Linked DNA regions of Oryctolagus cuniculus: region 1 is linked to region 2. A link is a contact called in public Micro-C data. All regions are on one chromosome and are shown on one strand. Each heading gives the region's core, a stretch centred on a gene start, on an enhancer-like site or on the middle of the called end of the contact. The rest is flanking DNA. Distances are from core to core; before and after follow the strand shown. Region 1 has its middle 89 kb from the start of ID2. Region 2 holds the start of ID2 (inhibitor of DNA binding 2).

Region 1 (4,583 bases), core at 1,038-3,537, 89 kb before region 2:
TCCTGGCTTCAGATCAGCGCCGTTGTGGCCATCTGGGGAATGAATCAGTGGATGGAAGGCCTCTCTCTCTCTGTCTCTACCTCTGTCTGTAACTCAGCTTTTCAAATAAATAAAGTGTAAATCTTAAAAAAAAGATCTCTTCTCTCTCTCTCTCTCTCTCCCTCCCTCTGCCTCCCTCCCTCTCTCTCCTCTCTCTCTCTCCCTCTCTCTCCTCTCTCTCTCTCCCTCTCTCCCTCTCTCCCTCTGCCTCTCTCCCTCTCTCTCCTCTCTCTCTCTCTCTCTCTCTCCTCTCCCTCTCCCTCTCCCTCTCCCTGCTCTGCCTGGCACGTAAATAAACAAGCAGGCATTTTTACGATGCACAGCCACACTCAGTTTTCTCTTTGGCGGAGTGGTTGGCTGCAGCAGGGGTTTTCCTCTTTATCTTTGGAGACGCTGGGAAATGAAAGGGGAGCTGTGCCTGTGCCCCCAATCCGAGCAGGGAGCTCCCCGCAGCCCTCAGAGAGAGCCCAGGGTCCCCAGAGCGGGGCCAGCTCAGCCTGGCTCATATGAAAACATGTGCATACATGCACATACACATAGGTACACACGAACACGTGTGTGCACATGGACACACAGGCACACACGAACACATGGCATGCATGCACCTACACATATGCATACACACGTGCACACATATGACCGTGTGTCGTGCACATGTGCCCACATGACCATACAAGCATGTATGGACACGCGCAAACACATGTGCACACATGACCATATGGGCATGCATGGATACATGTGAACACATGGGCACACGTACATGCTCGCATGTGCGAACATGTGCATGTACGCAAGTGTATATGCATTGTGTGTGTGCACATGTACACACATGGGAATGCATGCACGCACATGGACATGCATGAGCACACAGGCACATGCCCACACATGCACAGACACACATGCACAGAAGTGCATACACACGGGCACACACATGTTTACAGACACACATGCACAGAAGTGCATGCACACGGGCACACACATGTGCACACCGGCATGCACACAGCGGCAGCTCTCACTTCACAGTGGGCGTGCCCCTTAGTGGACTTCGCAGGTGGCTCACGGGGCCCGAGGGGCGGCCCCGCCTCGCCCATGCTGCCCCAGGCCCCAGCGTCCCCAGTGCCTCGCTCCAGGCAGAGCCCGTGAGTCACTGGGGCACAGCCTCGGCCTTTGGTGAGCGGAGCCCCAGCCCCAGCTGGCAGGAAATGGGGAAGAACGCTGACCACAGATCAACCGTGGGCACCAGCGAGGCGGCTCCGCGACACACGGGCAGGAAGTCGCACTCCCAGGCCGGGGCCACCCAAGCACCGCCTGATCGTGGCCTCAGGCCGGCAGCAGTGGGAGCAAGGGGCGGGGCCCCACAGCACAGCCACGGCCTGGAGGGAAGGCGGAGGTCAGACCGAGGACCCCGGTGCAGTGCCAGGCCCAGGCTGCGGTGACACGGCAGTGAGCAGGGGTAGCCGGCCGTCCCGCGGGGTCCCCCCACTCCTGCAGTGAGCGGCTCTCAGCAGGGAGGGGCCCCGGCCCCCCACGGCCTGTGGGGACAGCAAAAGCCGAGCCGCCAAGCCTCCCCTGTTCTCCGCCGACTCTAAGGGCAGACTCAGAAAATAACAAGCGGTGCACAGGCTCCTCCCCGGCCACCGCCCCAGGCACCCCTGCAGGTGTCCTGGCAGCTGGGTCTGACCGTCCCTAACTGGCCTGGGCATTAGGTACGCATGACCCTGGGCCACAGCCCAGATTCAGAGCCAGGCTGTGGCCTCCCCTCCTCCCATCCACTGGGTCATGTGCCCTCTGTCCTCGGCCATAGGTGCTGAGAAGGGAAGAGGAGGGAAGGGCGTGTAGTGGGTTCCCACTACCTGGGCCTTGCTCCCCTGCCAGGCAGTCAGTGTCGGTCTGGGATGGGCCCTGCCCAGGGCACCGCCCCAAGCAGCTTCATAAGGGACCCACCCTCCTTGCCTCGAAAAGCAGCCCCAGCAGTCAGCCAGGAGGGGGTGACCGGGCCTGTGAGCCACCAGCTTCTCCGTGACAAGCTGGGTGACAGTAGCTGCAGCATCAGCACTTGAGCTTGTGACCGGGCGGCTGCCCTCCCGGGAGGAGGGGCCCCGTGGAGAGGAGGGGCATGGGCGCCGATGGGGCAGGGTGAGGTCCCTTCCTGCCTCCGAGAGGCACAACGCACCTGCCCCAGGCGCGTGCGCTGCCCCTGCGTCTCGGGGAGCCAGGCGGGGTTCAGCTGCGCCTGACTCACGCCTGTTCCTGGAACTGTCTGAAGCGGGGAGGATGCTGTGGGCAGGCTCTAACTGTATCATCTGGGCTGGGGCCGGCAGCAGATGGTCCTCATGAAAAAAAAAAAAACACACTTCCATGTGAGCTGAAAATAGCGCAACACTCACCCTCAGCTGAATGGGGAAATGTACGAGCCAGCGTTCACGTGGGAGTGGGTGCCCCGGCCGAAGGTGGGGAAGGTGCAGGGAGAAGCCTCGGCACCCACTGGGGCTTGGCCTGCCTTAGGCAGGTGGTGGCCACAGCCCCCCAAGCCCTGGACCTCCCCGTGACCACAGGGAAGTCCCAGGCCCCAGGCACAGCAGGAAGCAGAGATGGCCTGATGCCCAGCCCTCACGGCCAGCGCGGGGAACATCCTCCTTCACTGTCCGAGGAGTGGGGGAGCCACGGGGACCACCAGTGGTCCCGAGTCAGCTCCCTGTGCCTGGGCCCAGGGCAACAGGGCAGCAAGACACAGCGCCGCCCTGGAGACGTGTGTGTGTCTTGGGGCAGACGGCTTCCTCTTTGTGCGCCTCGGATCCTCTATAGGGCAGGATCCAGCAACATTGGGTGCCAGGCAAAAGGCCTGGGAGCCCTGGCCTGCTGCTCCGAGGCATGCGGGAGCCTTGGCCTGTGCTCCCCTTTGCAAAAACCCCTCAGCCCTGGCTTAAACCATGCTGCCTTTTGGCAAGTAGAGTGGCAGCTCTGGGTGTCTTGTTCCCATGCTGCACCTCTGCCACTGCTGTGCAGACCGGGAAGCCAGGGGAGACCAGGAACCGGAGGCTGTGGCAGGTGGGAGGGCCGGCATGGCTGGCCCCACTCGGGCTGCAAGGCCCTGGTGCCCTCCTGCCACTCGGCGCCCCCTGGAGAGCTGGGCGGATCAGAGGCCCGATCACCACGGAAGGGGTTCGGGGGTCTGGCAGCCTCTGGACAGAGGCGGGAGAGCTGCAGGGGAGCCCAGGCCGGGGGCTTGCCCGTCCAAGGAGGGCTCTCCCTTGTGTCCGCTTCTGCGAGCTTCGGATGAGCAGAACGGCCTCCAGCCTGGGGTCCACCAGCCCCTGGGGGCCCGGAGTCCTCGTGAAACACAGCCTGCACCCAACCCCATGCCAGCCTCACCTCTGAACCCGGAGCTGGGAAGAGGCGGGCGGGGGCTTCAGTGACCAGGAGGCGGCCCCGCCCATGGGACCACAGAGCCTCAGGATTCGGGACAGAAGAACGGGGGGTCAGGAGGCGGACGACTGCTTGTATCTCAACTGTCTCCCAGCTGTGTGGCATCCCGTGAGCTCCCCAACCATCTGGGGCTCCCAGGTCAGAGGGGGGTCACAGGAGATCTGGGTGACGGTTTCCAGAGTCTTCTCTGGCATCACCAATGCCCCCCCACCCCAGTGCCCCGGCTCTCTCCCCCCCCAACACCCTCGGCCTCTTGTCTTCTGGCCCCGCCCCCACCCAGCCTTCCCATCCCCCCCAGTCCCACTGCTTCCCACGCCTGGCGCTCCCTCCCTCTGCAGCCTGCAGTGCCTCTGCCCACCTGCGCCTCCTGTCCAGCTCCTGCTGTGCCCGGGGTCCACTCCACAGCCCCCACGCCCCTCTCGGGGCCCCCAGGTCCCATTCAACAGAAACAGAGCTCCCACTCCCAGGGGCTGTGACCGGGTGGCACCGTCCTCCCCAGCCTCCCGGTGTCCACTCCCCCTCCCATTCCATCTTCATCCCAGGACCCCAGCCCCATGAGCCCCACCTCTGGGAAGCAGGGAGGTCCCATCCAGCCTCCTCCTGCCCTCTGCTCTCTGTCGGGCAATCTCTCCAACGCCTCTGTGGCCCGGTCACACACTCACGCCAAACGCGCCGGGCAGGTGGCTCCCTGGGGCTGACACTGCAGGCCTCCTGGGGCCACCCCCTCCCGCTGGGACCACAGGAAGTGCTGGGGCCTCCGTCTGGGACAACCTCCCTGGGCCTCCAGTGGGGACAGCTGCTGAGTGGGCCTCTCTGAGAGCCTGTGCCCATCTCTGCAGCCACCCCGCGCGCCACCGCTCGCTTCCTGGTGCGGCCAGGTGAGACTCCACTCCTCCACTGCCGACCTTGTAGAAGGGTGATTCTCTGCCGGGTGCAGTCCGGCTCCCCCAGCCACCGTGACAGGCGTCCAATGCCCTTGTGCATTTTCACCGCAGCCGGACCGGCCCCCAGGAGGCCTCCTGCCCTAGGAGCCGGGAGCCTCAGGCACAGGACTCTGGCCAGGTCTGGTGCACAGGTGAGGGCCTCTTGGCAGGTGCAGGTCAGCTGGAGGAGTGAGC
Region 2 (4,122 bases), core at 1,305-3,804:
GACCTTCCCGATCCCGCAACTCCTGCGCGGGACAGAGGACAAACAATTGTGCCCGAAAGGAAACCGCAGAGGGCACCCTCAGGGGGTCTGCGTGCCAGAAACCGTCCGGGAACGCGGGCATCTGGTTGTTAACTGCAGCTTTCCCCAGAGAGGACGCCTCTGCGGGCCGACCGCGGAGTCTCTGGCCTCTGGATGGTCCCGGCCCAAAACGCAGACGGGGGCGGGAGCCCGGCCGGCCGGGCGCCGCGCGCTGCGCCGCCTCTCGCCTCGGCGCGCGGGCCCCTCTAGAAGGAGCTGTTCTGGTTTTCGCGCAGCCTCCAGGGGTTCCAAGGAGGGCGGCAGTGGGCCGGTGGGGGTGGGGGTGGCTGGGCGGGGGTCTTCCCAGGCACTTTCAAGAGCACGGGGTCAAAGCCAGATCCCGGGTGGCCGCGCGCCGGGACAGTGACCGCCTCCCCATTCCCTAGCGCCAGCCCCGCCCTGAACGCTTCGGTTGCACAAGCAAATAAAATAAAGCGAAACCTTTTGCTTTGGCAACCTCTCGGCCCCATTGCGCCTCCTTTCGCAAAAGGGAGCTTCTTCCCTCCTCCCCCACCCCGGTCTTTACTCTAGGGTCCTCCTTCCGGCCCCCGGATCCCCAAACTTGCGGCGCGCGCCGGCTGCAGGTGCGCGCGGGCCGCGGCCGGGCAGGGGCGAGCCGGGGACGCCCGGGCCCCGCCGGCGCGGATCGGCTGGGCGCGCGCGCTGAGTGACGGCGCGGTTGCCATGGCAGCCGCCGGAGCGGCGCCGCGAGGACACGGCTGCGGGGCGCGTGAATGGGCGGCGTCACGCGCCTGGCGCCGGGGAGTCTGCTCCGGGGCTGCGGCTCCGGCCCCGCCGCGGCCCGGCCCGCGCGCCTCCGCGGCCCATTCATCACCTGGCAGGGATCACACGGGGGGTCACGGGCGGCGGGGACGCAGCGGCGAGAACAAGCCGGGAGGCAGAAAGGGAGTGCGCCCAGGCGTGCCCGATGTGCGGGGCGGGCCCGGGGCTTCGGCCCCCGCCCCGCCGGCCCCAGCGGCACCACGCCGGGACTGCGGGGAGGCCGGGGCCCGAGTGCTGCTGCTGCCGCCGACCGCGACGCGCCGGCGCCAGGCGGGACGCTTCCAGAGCGGGGCTGTGCCTTTACCTGGGGGCGTCCCCGCGGGAAGCCCCGCACACCTCCCCCCGCCCGCGAGTCCAGCTCCGCCGAGTCGCCGGCGGCGAGGTGGGTGACCGCCTCCCCGCCCGCCGCGGAGACGCTCCCGCGCTGGGCTTGTGAGACAGACCGGTTAGTGACTCGGTCTTTAGCTCATGCAACGCCGCACTGCCCCTCAAACGAGCAGAGCCGGGTGCCTGGCCGGAGAACCGGGTCCCGCAGGGTCTCCAGGCGGCCCGGACCGCGGTCCCCGCAAGCAGCCGCCTTACCGCGCAGGGGCACGAGCGCTCGGGACTGGCGGGGCCCTCCACGCACGGAGTCCGTGCGCCGGAGCCAGCCCCAAAGGTGCGTGTTCACGCGGCTGTGGTGGTACACAGAGCACTGCATCGTGGGCCCGAAGTGCCCGGACACAGTCAGTCCCTGCGCGGCACAGACGCGCGGCGCCTCCCAGGGCTGGAGCCAGGGGGCGGCCAGAGCCCGCAGGGCCCCGCGTGCGGGTGCGGGGTCCCGGCGTGGAGGCCGCCCCGCTGCCCCTTCCGGGCACGCACCGCGGGCGCCGAGCAGGCCTGGGGGCCGTGGAGGTCAGGGGCCGCCTGGCCCTCGCCGTGGCCGCCCGCGTGGGCTTTGCATCCAGGCTGGGCTCGGCCCCCTTGCTCCCTCCGGATGCGGGACCGGTGCGGAGCCCTGTGCGTGGCTGGCTGAGAACTTTAATCAGACTACGAGCGTGGAGTTCTTTTAACTAGTCAAATAAATGAAGTTGCGTCCAGTACCCGTGCCAAGACCGCCAACCTCGCCCACGGCGGGCACCGGCTGTCCGAGAGCCGTCCGCTGCGGGACGCGCCATGTGCAGACCCCTGCGGCTCCCGCAGCCGGCCCGCTCCCGCCGGGGCACCCCGCAGCGCGGGCGGGCCCAGTCCCCGGCGAGCGCCCCCAGCCGGAGTGCGTGAGGCGGGCCTCGGCCTCTGGTCCCGCAGCTCTGCCCTGTCCGGGAACACGCAGCCCGTCTTGCACGCGTCTCCACTCTCCCCCGAAACGCCCGCTGTGGGGTTCCACTCGCCGGCGTCGCTGTGGCTCCGGACGGCGGCGGGGCTCGACCCGCCCGAGCTGGGCACCAGCAGTGCGGGTGCGCGCGGGGGCTGCCCCGCGCCCCGCGCCCGGCCCGCGCGCACTGTACTCTATTTACCCCCGCAGCTGCGCCCGGCCCGCCCACCCCGCGGGGATTGGCTGCCAACGCGGAAGGACCGAGCGCTCGCCCCGCGCCCGCGCCCGCCAATGGCGGTGCCCGCTCGGCCTGATGGACGCGCCGCCCTCCGCCAATGGGGACGGGAGGAGGCCCGCGCGTGCGGCGCCGGCGAGCGCGTATAAAAGCCGGCGCGCGGGGCCCGGGCTCCACTCTGCCGAGCGCTGCGCGCGGAGCAGGCGGCGGCCCGGCCTCTCCCTCCCCCTCGGTCAGCATGAAAGCCTTCAGCCCGGTGCGGTCCGTCCGGAAGAGCGGCGTGTCGGAGCACGGCCTGGGCGTCTCCCGCAGCAAGACCCCGGCCGACGACCCCATGAGCCTGCTCTACAACATGAACGACTGCTACTCCAAGCTCAAGGAGCTGGTGCCCAGCATCCCGCAGGACAGGAAGGTCAGCAAAATGGAAATCTTGCAGCACGTCATCGACTACATCCTGGACCTGCAGCTCGCGCTGGACTCGCAGCCCGCCGTGGTCGGCCTGCACCACCCGCGGCCGCCGCTGACCACGCTCAACACGGACATCAGCATCCTGTCCCTGCAGGTGAGCCGGCCGGCGCCGCGGGCGCGGGCGGGGGGCGTGCGTGCGTGCGGTCTCCCCGGGCTGACGCGGGGCCTGCTTCGTCTTCCTCCCCAGGCGTCCGAGTTCCTGCCGAGCGACAGCAAGGCGCTCTGTGGCTGAGCGGACGGTGAGTGTGCGGTGCGGGAGCGCCCCGCGGGGCGTGCGTGTCCGCGCCGGCCCGCGGGCGCACTTGCGGGGAAGGTGGCCGGGGGCTGCCCGTGCGGGGCCGCGAGGAGCCCCGCGTGTTTCCGCTCGCGCACCTGCCCGCCGCGCCTCAGCTGTGCCTCTCTCTCCTTCTGCAGGTGCCCCTGGCTTGGTATTTTTTTTATTTTTTCTCTTTGCACAACAACAAAACACCAACAAACGCACAGGACCTTGGAAGGCGAAGCGGACACGTCGAATGGACCTTTTGCAAAAGGGGAAAAAAAATTTTTTTAAAAATTTTTAAAATGGACGGAGACGGAGGAACGCCGTCGTCCGCGCGTGTCCTCGGCCTGCGCTGCGACTCTGGTTCCTGGGAGACGCGGGCGCCTCGCGTGCGGGTGGATGGCGGTTCCCTGGGTCCCGCGCGCGCTGTGGGCGCGAGCACGTGGAAGTCGCAGGCGGTCGCCGGGTCGCAGCAGACTTTGCCTTTCTGCAGAGGTGGAGCGTGAATAAAACCCCCAGGCGGTCGCCGAAGCCAGAAGTGCCCCTGGGCGCCGTGTACATATTTATATATAAATTATACGTCTATACATATATATATATATGGGGCGAGCCTCCCTGTACAGCGGCAGACGCACACCGCGTGACGACGGACTCGTTCAGGCTGAACTTTTTATAAAAGTTTGCTTGTCAACTTCACCGTTTTATACGAAATAAACCGAGCGCGCTGGCCGAGCCGTGCCGCCTGCGTTATTTCGGGCCCTGAGCGCTGCCCTGAGCCAACCGGACACGCGCGAGTGTGAGTCCGCGGGGGCTGTGCGGGGAGCGCACCGCGCGTCTGACGTCGGCACCCGGGGTCCCGGGCGGGGAGCCGGAGCCCGGCGGCGTCGGGCAAGGGGTCGGGCCGGCTGGGAACCTGGGATGAGCGCCCTGGGGCCGGGGGCGCTTGCCGGCACGGGCCCCGGCCCCTGCGGCTCACCTGGGAGCGGGAGGCGAGGCCCTGGGGTC

Evidence for each region. A called contact is a pair of places that touch in the nucleus more often than the background predicts.
Region 1: a Micro-C map of ear pinna shows a contact between it and region 2, with 2.1 times the contacts expected there. The contact joins the enhancer-like site here to the promoter of ID2 in region 2. A contact is called at or near these places in 2 of 6 Hi-C or Micro-C datasets (ear pinna and an unstated tissue).

What each region holds. Positions count from the first base shown.
Region 1 is chr2:193,341,400-193,345,982 of mOryCun1.1, reverse strand. No RefSeq gene overlaps it. Among named protein-coding and RNA genes, the nearest start is that of ID2, 89 kb to the right of the region's middle. Within about 2 kb of position 2,287, at least 2 of the 8 cell types and tissues checked have an H3K27ac peak or open chromatin away from gene starts, as enhancers often do.
Region 2 is chr2:193,253,443-193,257,564 of mOryCun1.1, reverse strand. ID2 (inhibitor of DNA binding 2) reads left to right here and starts at 2,554. Exons shown (of 3, transcript XM_051833360.2): 1 at 2,554-2,952; 2 at 3,046-3,097; 3 at 3,273-3,849. The coding sequence starts at 2,629. The coding sequence ends at 3,090.